2 separate regions of the Drosophila melanogaster genome follow, and region 1 is linked to region 2. A link is a contact called in public HiChIP or PLAC-seq data. All regions are on one chromosome and are shown on one strand. The core of a region is the stretch at or near the end of the contact, and the rest is flanking DNA. Distances in the headings are between cores, read along the strand shown.

Region 1 (7,235 bases), core at 819-3,318, 140 kb after region 2:
TTGCCCTGGCTCCTGTCGCTATTTCAGCTGCTGTGTTACTGTCTGCGAGGACGTGAGGGCGTTAAACTCATACATCACTTTATCCCAGCTTCGACTTTGGCTGCGGCTCCGACTCCCTTATCCTGCATCCTGCATCCTATGTCCTGGGACGCTTGGCAGGCTCCCTAACTAACTGCCGCCGCCGCTGCTGCCTCGCCTGCTGTTTGTCTTGGTCTGGCGCGTTTTTCTCGCACCGCGATGTGTGTCAAGAGTTGCCAATAAAGCAGTAGTAGCATCCCAAGCGCAATTCCCAACCCGATCGGTTCTGCGAAGGAGCTATTGAAAATAAATTTATAACGCATACGTCATGTGAGCCAAGACAGAGTTCGCAGTTTATTGCATTTGTCGCTGGCATTGCAAAACTTCAATAAATTATTTTATTGCGACAGTTATTTTGCTTGCTTTGCCCTCGTCGGTTGGTTTTTATGAATTTGTTCAGCTCGCAAACACATAACGATGAGCATAAGCACGATATATATATCTATATCGAAATCCATCTGGCAGTGGCAAACTTTCTGTCAGTTGCCATTTTCGTTCATTTGGCACTCAAGTCTTTGGCAGCCAAATTGCAAATGACTTTATGAATTTGCTGTTACGACTTGGACAAGCTCCGATGACCTTTGAAGTGGGTAGACACATATGTACATATGTATATGTATGTAGTAATAATCAACCGTATACCGAGATGAAATTGATTCCGCATGGGACATAAACTGCGTATTGCATAATAAACTTTGGCACGAACATAATGAGTTGTTGAAAGATGGGATCGAGCAGACAATTGCTACAAAACGGAGTCAGTTTATAGGACATTAAATGTTGATTGATACGGGGAAAGCTCGGTGATCCGATCATTTTGCGGCCATATCAACTGTCTTAACCATACCCGTACCCATTTCAATTGGTCATTAAACACACTTTGTCAGTCATAAAAGGCCGAAACACTTTCGTTCCCCTTCATCAAAAGTTGACACTTTGCGAGTTAACCTTTAATGAAAAGGCCAAACAAGCCAGCAGCCTGGAGGGCTCATTGTGAAATTACCCAAAGCGTAAAAAAGGGCAAAAACGACAGGAAAAAATAAGAAAATGGAACTCTGGCTGGCAGTAGTGGTAGCAGTATGGCCAAAGGCCTCGAAACTCTCCCTTTTTCACTGCTGGCATCCTAGTCAAAGAGGCAATAAGTAGCAAAAATTACGCTAAACGTGGCAATTTCCTCGCAAATTGCACAAAATATATATACAAAGCGGGTTCTTTCACTCTACGCATGTCTGGCCTGAAAGTCCTTGGTCTACTCATTTAACTAAGGAGAGGAAAGTATGCTAAATGATCAAGGTGGGCATTTAAATACCCTATCAGATTGGATGAAATATGTGACAGTTGTCACAATAAGTTCATTTAAAGAAATACTACTTTAAAATCATCAATATAAACTAATTTTAGGAAATGCTCACTTCCCCTTTATTAAGATTCTTATTTCATTTTATCCTGCTAAAAGGAAAGGACTCGTTGGTAGCACTCAATTAGGGTCTCAAATTGGTATAAAAGTGTGCTTAAGCCAGCAAAAAGGAGTGTATAATAAGGCCCATAGAAGACCATGGCAGGTATTTTTCATCCGTCAAATTACAGCGCACCCATAACGGGGGCTCAGCAGATGCCCAGGTAAAATCCGTAGCCAGGTGGCTGGCTGAAGCCTGTCAATTTCCCCATGGTGGCTCCACATGAGGCGGGTAAAATCGGGCAGGATATGCGGCACCATTTTGGGAGCAGGGGTCATGTGGCAGCGGCAGGAATCGGGCGATATTTTAATGCGTGTCATATTTGATTGATGCCAGCGCGGCACAGAGCGAAGTCGTGGAACAATGTCAAGCGTTTAACATTGCCCCGAGCGCCACTCAAAATGTCAAGGTAGTCGGGAACACTCCGGCCCGATCCAAGACCCCATTTTTAACCACCCGCCCAGTTACCCAGTCATTTCCGTACTTTTTTTCGCCCTGCAAAATTGCCCCTGCAGGTATGCAATGAAAAAGTGCGTAAGGGAAGCCCATTGTGCCTCTCTTTGTGTGCGTTTGTCTGCGTGTGTGTGTGAGTGAATGCGGAGTGCCTTTGTTTTGTGTAATTTAACATGGCAGTTTGTTAACAAATTTTATCAGGCCCGAGATGTTTTGCCTACCGAATGAGGAAAATGAGGGAAATCGCTTCGAGAGCTGTAAACACAGTCAAGTGTGTGTGTGTGTGTGGGTGCCATAATTTATGCCCAGACTAAGTGCATTATGTTTGGCACACGGGCTTTTAGTTACGCTGCCCCCTCGTCTACCTTCCCCGGGGCAGACTCAATTATTTGTGGCAATTGGCAGCAGCAGTTGGCGCAACTAATTTGACTTGAGCGGCGTATTGTAGGCAAACATATGAACTCGAACATATAGGCATTTATTTAATTATGACCAGGGGTGCACTTAAGCTCAAATCCGATAATGCGTTTTATAAGCCAAAATGCGTAGCCATAATAACTATTAATTATGTGGAAATATATATATATATATAATCATTTGAAATATAAACCATTTATTTTCGCTTTCAAGACATTAAAGCAGCCCTATGAAATTGATATTTATCCCCCATCACCTATTTACCCTTGCGTTCCGGAATAACCTGTAGCTTAGTTATGGTTATGGTTGCTCTTAACTAACCGGATAAGCGAATTAACCCCTTGCATTATTAACCCGGTGACTAGACCCCATCCAACGCCAACATCAATGTAGCATCATTAACCGCTCTAGCTCTTCGCATCTTCCACCCACTCTGTCTCACCCGATTTTCATCCAATGAGCCCCACTGTAACCTTCGCACACCTTATAGCATTCATACCCACCCCCAACTCTCATCAGCAAAAAAAAAAAAAAAAAAAACAACAACAAAAACGAAATAGAACTTGGCCAAGTGTCTTACCGATCTCTGCTGCTCGTTTCTCGCTCTTTTGCAGGATGGACAACGCGGCCATTTAGAGGGCCTGGCATCCGTCTATTGCGAATTGCTAATGGCTCCCTTCGGGGACATTTTGGCAACTATCGAGCGGGCGCGCCAGGCGGCCTGGGCGGAGCGGAGTCCGCTGCACAGTGCCGCCCAGGTGGTGGGCGGATCAGGTGGGGCTGGCGGCAGCACGGGCAGCGGCAGCGGTGGGGCGGCCAGCGGTGGCAGCGGCGGCAGCAGCGGCGTACTGCACCACCGCCAGCAGCATGGCCATCGTGGCCATTCGATGCACGGCGCCGGTCTGCCCAATAGTCATAGCCAGCCCATTTATGTGCCCGGAAAGTACTCGGTATGTATGATGATGACCCGGAACGAACCAAACACCCACCCAATCTCCCGCCTCCTTAATCACCAACACAAAAAAAAAAAAAAAAATGAATGACTCCATTAGCGGCCCCCTAAGGAAAATATTTACAAAACCAACAATATGAACGAAGAATTTTTGGAAAAATGAAATTGATGTTGGCGTTGCTTGAAAAGAAATAATTGAAAAAACCATTAAGCCTGTATGCGAATAAATTTATTTAATTGTGTGCTAAGAATTGTGTAAATATTTTTTGCTTGCTTGCGTTCTCCACTTTCACTTGCATGTAGTTGTAGTTGTGTTTTAACACCCCCCAAAAGAGTGGCCAATAAAATGACTAATTTTCCATTCCCCAACCTTACAGCCCTCGAGTTGTCTGTCCGACAAGGAGGAGGATGAGATTTACGGATTCGGCTATGGCGTCTTCGCACCCCGCGTGGCCAGAGGAGGGTTAACACAACAGCAACAGCTGCTGCAGCAGCAGACGCTGCAAACGCAACAGAGCATACAGCAACAGCAGCAGCAGATGCAACAGCAGCAGCAACAGTTACCAATTGTGCCAGGACAACAGCAGCAAGGACCTCATCAGCATCAGACCCTGCCACCGAATGTCGCGCATTTGAACTTTGTGCAGCAAAAGTGAGTAAAGGATTTAAATATTTCGAGCGCTCTCCATTGAATCGTAGTGCTAATAAAAATTCTATTCTATTCCATTCAGCTGCCTGAGTCCGCGCTCAGCTTATTTCTACGAATTTCCACCGACAGCTGGTAAGTTGAAAAGAGTTGAAAAGTCCAGAGAAGTAAAATTCTTATCCTGGTAGACGATTTCTAAAGCTTTTGTGTAAAGGTGATAAGCTTTGTACTTAACGTTTAAAGGAAATCTTTAGACTTTAGTTTTTTAATTTATTTATGAAAGGGCCGCTCAGAAATTGCAGTAAATGTAGAGCACAATTGTAATGAGGTCAGAATTTTAAAGAAGAACTTTAATGAATTTTCATAGATAAATAGCAGAAGTAGCATGTAATCACTATCCCAGCAGAGTTTGAATGCTTTCTGTTTTATCGTAGTTATTTACTTGACTTAAAATAATCTTTTAAACTATAAAACTCTTAGGAAAGTTATATCTCCCTACCAGGGTTTGAAAATAAAACAAAAATGATGTACATCAGCCGCCGACTTGAGTTCCTTACACTAATTCAATTTCTGTCCTTTTTATGCCGATTTTTCCCCGCGACTTTCAGAGGGCCGCGAGACAAAGAAACGCACCACACTGGCCCGGCTGCTGAAAGGCTTGAAGACTGTCAATCGACGGGATCGGAACAATCAACAGAATGGCGCCCAGGCCAGGGTAAGTAAAGTACTCCCTCGATACAATTTCCCACCCATCCTTTTTCCCCCCGTTTTCGTCCAGCGAGTGAAACTCATTTTCGCGCTTCGTTTTATGACCGCAAGCAAATTGTTTGTCCTGTCCCGCAAGTTTTGTCCCGTCCCCAGCCTTTCATTTGAATCAACTGCTGCGGTAATTCTTTCAATTTATTTGCTCGCATTTCGTTTGGTTTCCTTTCCTTTTCTCGAATTCCCCTGCCCTGCCTCTTCTAGGCTGCCATTTTTATGACTTTCTGCGTCTTGATTTGAATATTCCGCAGTCTTCTTGTGTAGTATACTTAATCTTGGCCCTGGGGACATGTAAATTTTTATGCGCGCCGCGCCGAGCAGCTTCTCCCTTTTTGCCAGCTGAAAAGGTTAAAAATGTTTTGCCAGCGGCCATGTCTACATTGCCACTTCTCATCCTGGCAGTGCACCAATAGCGCCAGGACCAAACGCCATCAGTTTCCTGCCTCCCACTCAACGTCCCCCTTTTGGGGGAAGTTGTTGTACACTCGCTTTATCTGCGCCGCTCACAAAGGATTCATTCAGCGCCTTTGATTAGAGCAACCTTTGGGGAAAAGCATCAGGATCAGGAGCAGCAGCAGCAGCAGCAGAAGCTGAGTTAGTCCAAGTTGGAGTCGCAGCAGCTGCGACAGCTGGTTCAGCTGGTACAGCAGGGGCACTATTCTTGAGCCGAGTCTGGCAATGAAACTGCGGCCAAGAGCAGAGATAACGTGGCACAGGACGGCGACGCTGCTCATAAATAAGCAAGGACATGCATAAATTTTTCACAAGCAGCACAGAAAAGAATAAATAAAGGCGTGGAGAGCAGAAGGAGGAAAAATATAAATAATAAACTGCCGGTGGGGAAAAAAGGGCAGCGAAAAATGGCTGGCTAGCAGCCTCGGAGGTCCTCAGGAGGTCCTGGCACACAGATAAGCGCAGGAAATGACTAAGGATATGTGCCTAAGTAGCGGCATCCTACTCAACAGCCATGGCCTGGCCTTTCAAAATATAATTAAACAGCACTCCACGTGGCCATGCGTTTGTTGCCTGGTTCGTTGGCTCTCCCACCTGATTTGCTATTTATGATAAGAAAACAAACGCATTAAACAGCGACCCGTGAATAAGGGTCGAAGGGTGACCCTAACCTGACCCTTGACTCGTTATTAATTAAAAATTAAAGCCCCGCTGAAAGGTGTGAAATACAAAATGGCGTCCTAATGGCGATAAAGCACGTTGCTGCCCGCCATTCAAGGACTCCTCTTGATTTACGAGCGTCCTGTTCAACCTCACCTCAACACCCTTCGCGGCCCACAACCTTTGTGCATACTTGAGAAAGTTAATAAGCCTGGCGATTGAAAGCACGCCAAGCTTGTGTTCTTTCTGAAAATGAATTTAAAACTTTGCCCCAAATTGATTCCATTCCCGCTTATTTTGCAGGCGGCTAACGATCGTCTGCGGCACTTTCAAATGATAAACGGCGGCGCCGGCGGACAGCAGCACAGTTTCGAGGAGACAATCCACAGGGTGAGTAGCATAAATAGGTGATTGCACCTAATACAACATTTAGAAAGAGATTTCGACGGCTTTAGAAACTGTAAAGGGTAATCTACTAAACTTAGAACAATGCTAGTGCTGCATAATATCATTTAAAAGTGCACATTCATCAGCAGAGAAATTAATATCATATTCAACTTAAAATCTCCTACCATATTTCTATACTTTGCTTAAAAATGCGTGTGCGATGTGGGATGTTTGGTTGCTTCGACTGGAATAGTGGCATAAATATTTATGCTGCACATTTAACAAGCTGCTGTTGCTGCTTTGCTTCTTGCCTCTGTGTGTTGCAACAGCTGTGACAGCCAACAAAATTGTGCAGCAACAAAAAAAATTTGCACAAACTGCAACAACAGGGTGAAACTTTCGCACACCGCCCAGCGGACGAATGCCACCCCACCATTTTGACTGCATTTGCAATGCAATTTCAACACGAAAGCTGCGGCTGTTGCTTTTGAGCACGTTTACCTGTAATGGCATGCCACCAGCAACAAAAACAATCGCATACGCGGCGAGTGCCGCAGGGCAAAAAGGACGATGATGGGGAGGAAGAAGAGGAAGAGGAAGTGGCAGCGTGTGGATGCATGCAACATTTAAAAGTTCATTGCCGTCAACATTCATTATTAATGACAGCGCGCACGGAGCCAAACTAAAAACAAGCAGCAAAATGCAATCAACGGCGACAGCAGCAACAGACAGCAGCAGCAACAGCAGCAGCAACACCTGAAGCAACAGCAACTGCAACAATAGTTAGCAAATGCATAATGCATTACCAAACATCCCTTCCAAATTTGAGTGCGCCCCTTTTCCATTTGCAGCGCAAAAAGTAGACTTTAAATTTTCGTTAGCAAAGAAATTAGTTGCCACATTCATAAATAAACAAAGTCACTCAGCAAACGACCAAAGCTAACAAACCATTTTCCAATTGCAGTTGAAA
Region 2 (7,190 bases), core at 1,297-3,796:
TTGCAGGAACTTGTGGAGCGACATCGCGCAAAAATGGCCGCTGCCGATGAACGAATCAAGTGAGTGAATGCAATGTGGCATGCCCCGCCCCATGGGCATACTTACCTTAATAGTGCCCCCTGACCGCTGCTCCCCACTAAATTGAAGCAGGATCCATTGGCTTGCATTGAATGTCTGCATCCTACTCATTTGCCACATTTGTCACATTGGAGTCCTTGAACTCGATCCATTATCACATGAACTTGTATTCTGTTCTCTTTCGTTTCACATTTCATTCATTGGATCAGCATGGATCAGCGTTTAGGTCGATCGACAGCCTCTCCAGCCCTGTGGGCGTTTGCAAAGGGGGCGTGGCCGTATATGCCCACACTATATGTGCTATATCTGACCATGTCGCCGCTGATCGCCATTGCATGCTTGGTGTTCAATATTGTCGCAGTGATCTATATCAAATATCGCCACCTCCTAGCGCGCCAATAAAATATTAATCCCCCTTTTCACGCTTAAAATGATTCTTGATTTAAATTTAAGACTGGCCATCATCGAAAATCTCTTGTTAGACATAAGACATTGGTATTGAAATGTTTGAAATGCGAACAAAACCCATAAGAAAAAAAATATGTTTTTATCTGGCATGCAGCTTGTCAAACGTTGTCCTTCTGGTGCGATTCTCCTAATATTTTACTTTCTCTTTCTCGCTATGTGTGTGTATCCACCTCAACCTCTGACCACTCTATATAACCTGAATAACCCCAACCCGAATCCGAATCTGCATCCGTATCCGCGTACGCATTCGTATCCGCATCCGCAACCGCAGCGATGTAGAACTTCGGCACCAGCGCAATCTCAAGGACCTGAAGGCGGCCTACGATGCCGAGAAGGCGGCGCTGGACAAGCGCGACATCAGCAACGCCAACGAGATCGAGCAGCTGCATCGCAAGTGCCGCTGCCTGACCAATCTGTAAGTGCACCCATTCCCCAAAAACCACCAGCCACCCTGACCCATCTTCCCCAAGGTCGAGTTCCTAAGTCTAAGGAAAGTTAATTAAAAGATTGAGTGTGATTGAGACCACAGATCTATGGAATTATGATTCGAAACTTTCGAATTTTGCTAAAATATAAGATTCTTATCTTTATATAATTTTGAAAAATAAAAAAATAAAATCGGAAAGGAAAGGGATTTAAGAGCTCGACCTTTTAACTCTTTTTATCTTTAACACAAATTTATCTTACTTTTGCTTGTCCGTGTTGTGGGATGTTGTACGCCAAGTCAGTATCCAGCATCCGCCTTGAATTCACCATTATCCTTTTTGGTAGTTTAGTAGTGAATATAGTAAATATTTAAGGAATTTTGCAATCCTTTTTGCGCAGATTTGAGGAGATGCGCATGCGATACGAAAGACGAGATCCTCGAGCCGAGGATCTGCGTGAGATAACCGAATTGAGGACACGATGCGAGAGTCAGGAGCGGGATTTGTATGTGCTCACCGATCGCCTGCGGGAAATGCAGATTCAAATGTCCGAGATGCAACAAAATGGTGACCGCAAAGGCGGTGGAAAAGCGGTAAAGAAGCCGCCGCCCAAATCAATAGCCACCAGCTGTGACGTCATATACGAGGAAAACGAGGAGCGAGAATCGCCCGACAAGGAAAATGGTGAGAACTCCTCCCAGGGGGACGAGGACGATGAAGCGGATGAGGAGGTCGAGCAGGAACCCAGCGACACCGAGTCCAATCACACGATCGAGGTCAATGGAAAGTCGGATCGAATCAACGAGGATGACGCCCATCTCATCACCGCCGTGTGAGCGGTCAAAACTTTCTATATACATAGATCTTCCAATTTTGTGGCTGTATTCTTCGAGATCCCCAGGAGTGGATGTTCCAGGACCAAGGATGTGTGTGTGATCCCGGGTGCTTTTGGTGCTTCATGTGCTGCCCTCTGTATCGCTGGATACGGAAATCGAACCACTCAATCAAATCGCTCAAAGCTTGAACTCATAAAAATTGTAAATTAAATTTCTGAATTGGTTTCTGAAACCGCCAAAAACAAAAAGAAACGAAATAAATGTAAATATTTTTAATAATACTGATATTTATACAGTTTACTATTTTTTTATTTATTGCTTAGACTTAACAGCTGTTAGCTTAACAGTTATCTTGGCACTGTAAATGCGAGAGAATTTAATTTTCAAGAGAGACGCATGCGCATCAATTGTACTAAATGAACTAAATTCGCCCAATTAGTACGTATTTCAAATATAAGAATGCAATTGTGGCGCGGCTAAATTTAAATGATCTACGGGCAAGAAAACGGTAAACAATAATTGTACTTTTCTAATTATGAAATATAAATAGAAACAAACAATTTATTGAATTTTTGTGCACTTCTTTTAATATAAGAAACGTAAGTTCGAAACCCTTCGAACTCGAACTAAATCGGTTGCATCGAACCAAGAGAGTGACCGTTCGCGAGCTCGGCTGTGATGCTAAAAATGCCAGATGGAGCAAGCAACATATACGAATATATACGAACGCATTTATCGCCGCGCGGTCAGTCGTCGAAATGTTCGAGATCCGGTCGTTTTGAAAACCAGCTCGAGCGGTCTATTCGCGTGAAATTGAAACTGAAAAAGCCGGTAAAACTGAAGCAAGTGTGTTGTGATTGAGAATTGAGCGAAACGAAAACGGTGGCCAAACGAGCCGTTTAATAAGCAAACAGGCTGGCCAATAACCAATTACCATCAGCCATGCCATCAAGGAATCGTGATAACGCAGACACAACCGGCAGCAATTTGTTAATTTGAAACGTCGTGTGTGTTCCTCTACGAAAAAAAAAACCCAGTTATTTAGCAAGCATTTAAATTGCATTTGTAGCATAGCACTTTAGTTGCGCGTAGGAGGAACAGCAAGGTCGTTGGGGTCGAATGTGAATGTTTGTGATGCAAGTGACAAAATCAAAATTGGAGTAAATTGGTAGCCATTCCTGTGAGCATTTTCGCGTCGCGTAACGGTAAATCATTGCGCCCTGCGTGTCTTCGTGTGCGTGCGTGTTTGAGTGTACGTTTTTCGGTTTTGTTTTCATCTCCTCCTTGCCATCCTCCTTTCTTCCACCTTCAATTGCCATCTCCTAATTTCCTCTACGAACGGAGAAACACGAAAACGAAAAGTAAGTGCCGCTACTTCTATTCCTCCTATATGTGTTATTGTAAAAGATTTGCAGCCATGTGTGCCTGTGTGTGCTTTTGTGTGTGTGAGGGAGATTTCGTGAGTGCGATAGTGTGTGTGTGCAGCCTCCACCAAGCGCCGCATTTAAAGGATATTCCTAATCCGTTTTATTGATTGCAGGGCAGAAAGGAGCGGCGAAAAAACAGCAACAACAACAACTACACAGCTGGAGTGCTCAAACTGTGTGTGTGCCTGTGTTTAGTTCTTGTTCTCGGCAATCTGTGCCGCTTTTTTTTATGTTTTTATTCCCTTCCCATTTCCACTCTATCCTCATCCTCCGGGGTTGCTGTTGTTGTTGTTGTCGGTGATTTAGTAGTGCCTGCTGTTTTCGTTTCATCTCTGTCTCCCTCTTATTTCCCTCTAATTCTGACTCTTGGCCGGCTTTTTGTTGTTGCTGCCCACAGATTTCCTGACAAATGTTAATTATTTATGCAACACTTCCTCTCTGCATTTTGTTATACAATTGTCCATTTTTCACTCATTTGGTTTAAATTGTATAAACACTTCCTTAATGTCTTGAAAACTTCCTTTTTGAGATAGAATGACTCATAAAGTCACATATTTCACTTAAAAAGTGCGTATCTTCTTTCGAATTGAAAGTTCTTGTGCAAAATTACAACACGCATTTAACCCACTGATATAAATTCTTTAATTGAAAATTATGCAGAATCACATAATATGAAATATTCAAAGACATATTGAAAGTTCGACATAATGATTTATCGAACTCAATTAATTTCTGTCTCGAGCAATAATTAAACGTCAATTAAAAAAACATTGATTACTTGTGTGCTTTCAACATTTTGAGACTTGAAATGTTTTTTAAACACCTGTCGTGGCCGTGTCCAAATAAAACCCTAAACTGCCGACTTTAGACACCGAAGAGGATTGTCATTTAAAATCACACAACCACACCTTCTTTTACCTTGTCTCTTATTTTTTTTGTGCCTGCTTGTTTGGGTAGCTTATCTGTGCTTATAATACGTGTACATTTTCGCTGCGTTCCATATCTCGGTGAATAACTTCATCAGAAAATTAAGCGAAATATGCCTGGCACCTGCCCCCGTGGGCATAACTCAATAATCACATCAAATGTCGCCACTGGACTTGCAGTGCCGTGCTCCCTACGCCTTCCCCCTCCAGATGCCCACTTCCTGGAGCAGCGGTCGCAACACCTCCTTAAGAGGTGTGTCCACTGGTCTCCCTGGTCTCGCTGGTCTCCTCTCAACTCCCAGATCTTGGCTGCCCAGCCTTACCAGCTCTCCCCAGCTAATGCCGCACAGCTGCGCGCCATTTAAGTCGCTGACAAGTGTTTTGCCGGCATCTCCGGAATGCGACGGATACGGTGGCGAGGTGGAGAGCCGAGAAAGAATCGCCTGCTTCCATGGTTCCTGCTGCCACAGAAGCCGCAGCAAAAAGTGGCAGCCAACATTGCTACCAATTATGCGATAAGCGAGAGGAGCACTCTTCACAGCTCCACAGACTCACAGCTGATGCTATTTCACCTTTACAATTGTGAGAAAACTTTAGGCAAATATAGTGTGGGTTAGTAAATTAGTTGCGATTCAACTTTTGCGATATTTCCGACTGGAGTTTTGATGCTCTAAAAGCCACTTTAATGGTCTCCATTTAAGCATTTAGTTGTGGGCAAACAACACTTAATTGTACATCTACAAAATGTGCACTTATACTCCGAGTAATTGGTCAAAACAAAATTTACATAAAAGCATAGTTGTCTCGATGATTTTGCACTATTATTAAGAGCCATTAAAAATTTGCTTGAAATTTATACAATTATGATTGCAAAAATTGTAGAAAATTCATGGAATTTTTCATACTTTTGAAATACATTCTAGTTGTTTTACATTAAATCCGGGGCACCACTTAAACAATCCAAAGAAAGCAAAAGTCGCATCGATGTTTACACTTCCCACACTTTTTCAATTAAAATCCATTTTTTTTCGCACTTTGCCAGCAAGTTCGTGCAACTTGCAGGCGAACAACGTGTTAACATGGCCAAAAGCGGTGGGAGACTCGGGCTAATGAAGTGATTAGACTGCGATTTCGCCGATGTTGTTCCCTTTAAGAGTACGAAAAAAGCATAATAATAATGGAAAGGAAAAAAAAAAGAAAAAATGAAATTGGTTGGGGAAAACTAACAAAAGGCCGCGTGCGCAGCCATCAAACGAAACGAAAAGCGTGCAACTGCAACAAAAACACCGGCAAGAACAAGAGCAGAGGAATGACCTTATATTGCAACTGCAAGTCAAACAAAGGGCCGCTAATGGGTGGCATTGAGGGGGCACCTCGCCTCGCAGGGCAGGAAGGTGTAATCCCGGCCGAGGACCGAGGACCGAGCAGTGAGAACCGGTCGATGCCCATTGCCCAGTGCCCAGTGCCCATCGGAGTCCGCTCTCCGAACGGAGCGGCTACTGCGGGGCAATTGGGCCAAAAGCATAAAAATCAGTCAAGAGTCGCCTTCGCCAACTCCGTTCAGCATTAAAAGCGACAAACAAACAAACAGAACGGACACTGAGCCAAAAAAAAGGTGCATCCCCATAAAGATAATCACAGATATAAAGTGGATTTATGGTACTGATAGGCCTATATGTGTATCTTAATAGTTGAGTTGTAAAACAAGAATGGGAAACAAAATAAATCTTAAACGGAAAAGTGGATGAAATTTATAAAATTATCTTTAAAAAAGCTATTCCTTTTTTTTTTTTTGATAGTTTAAATGTGGAATTAAATTTAAATCCTTTTATACGTTTAAGTTCTTAAAGTCATAGAACGAACTTTTTAAAGGTATAACCCTTGGTATTTCTTGCTGTGGACAAACAGGAGTGCAACTCCCCTACTGGGAATGAAAATGGGAGTGGGACTGTCGACTGGCGGACTGAAGGCTGGGGAATACGAATGGCACTGTGACTGGGCAACGTACTCGAAATCGCACTCGCAGTGGAGCTGGATCTGGATCTGGACCTGAAACCTGGACACTCGCATCCAAAAGGCCGCCCGTGCGAGCGCAGGCAGCGCTAAAATCGATTTTCTCGCAAACTTGGCCAGGACGGGCAGCCGCAGGCCAACAACTACTCGCTGTCCTCGGCCCTTAGTGCTCTGCCCTGCTCCACATTGCCCCATTCCCATTCCCGTTGCCATTCCCAATCCCATTTCCAATCCCAGTCCGCCTGCTCCTGCTCCAGAGCCTCCTGTTATTCTGGCTGTAATGGATATGGTCGAGGCGCGCGCGGTTTTCGTACCCGAGATCCTCGTGGATTATGCGGATATACTGCGTTTGACCATCAAAATGTAATGGTCAAAAGGAACAACTTTTATTTGCTCAAGCTTTAAGCGAAATAAAGGAGTTTTTAGATTTTTACAATTTATAAAAAGAAGATGGACATGTTATTGTTAAATACTATTTGTATAAATACAATTGTATTTCACTTTGTAATTTCTAAGTTTTGTGTTTAAATCGCTTTTTAAGCAAAGGATATTGCCTAGTCGTGAGTGAGCTCCACTTTGCCTCACTTACTGGTTAATGATGATGCCGCTAATGATGATTCCTTTGATGACGATGATGATGATGACGGCGCGGATGATGATGGGGATGATGCGGCGACCACGGTTTCGCTGATTTCGCTGCTGGGGTCTGCTGGTGCAGCTAAAATTGCAAGTCAAACTGTCGTCGCTCGGCGTTGTTTAGTTGTTTTACCCGTGGCATGGCGCTGCTCCCTCCTTCTCTTTCTCTCTCTCTCTATCCCACTGTTCGCTCTCCCTCTTTCTCCGCCTTGGTAATTGCAATTGCAATTTTCTCCAAACTGCAGCAAGTCCGGCTCCTCGGACTCCATCTCCATCTGTGGCTCCATCTGCGGCTCCTGCTCATTCTGCTCCTGGGGGTTAGTAAATCTGCAAATTGCATTCGACTAGCGAATTTAGTGGCAACCGGAGTCAAGTCCATTG

What was found. HiChIP or PLAC-seq counts read pairs in DNA pulled down with a chosen protein or histone mark.
Region 1: a POLR2A S2P HiChIP or PLAC-seq map of the Kc167 cell line shows a contact between it and region 2, with 6 times the contacts expected there. The contact joins the enhancer-like site here to the promoter of SKIP in region 2. A contact is called at or near these places in 8 of 107 Hi-C or Micro-C datasets (the PNm cell line, the S2 cell line, brain and 5 more) and 1 of 6 datasets of contacts at active chromatin or transcription factors (the Kc167 cell line).

Annotation. Positions count from the first base shown.
Region 1 is chr3R:22,274,618-22,281,852 of dm6, forward strand. It overlaps SKIP (Shal K[+] channel interacting protein), which reads left to right. Exons shown (of 20, transcript NM_001260304.2): 5 at 3,020-3,355; 6 at 3,735-4,009; 7 at 4,089-4,138; 8 at 4,612-4,718; 9 at 6,182-6,268; 10 at 7,230-7,235. Among named protein-coding and RNA genes, the nearest start is that of mir-1010, 15 kb to the right of the region's middle. Within about 2 kb of position 2,069, at least 10 of the 39 cell types and tissues checked have an H3K27ac peak or open chromatin away from gene starts, as enhancers often do. A contact at or near this core is called in the Kc167 cell line, eye imaginal disc and larval brain, where this site is marked.
Region 2 is chr3R:22,131,284-22,138,473 of dm6, forward strand. It overlaps SKIP (Shal K[+] channel interacting protein), which reads left to right and starts at 2,547. Exons shown (of 20, transcript NM_001260304.2): 1 at 2,547-3,168. It overlaps CG42390, which reads left to right. Exons shown (of 11, transcript NM_206540.2): 10 at 1-59; 11 at 1,372-2,084. The coding sequence ends at 1,807.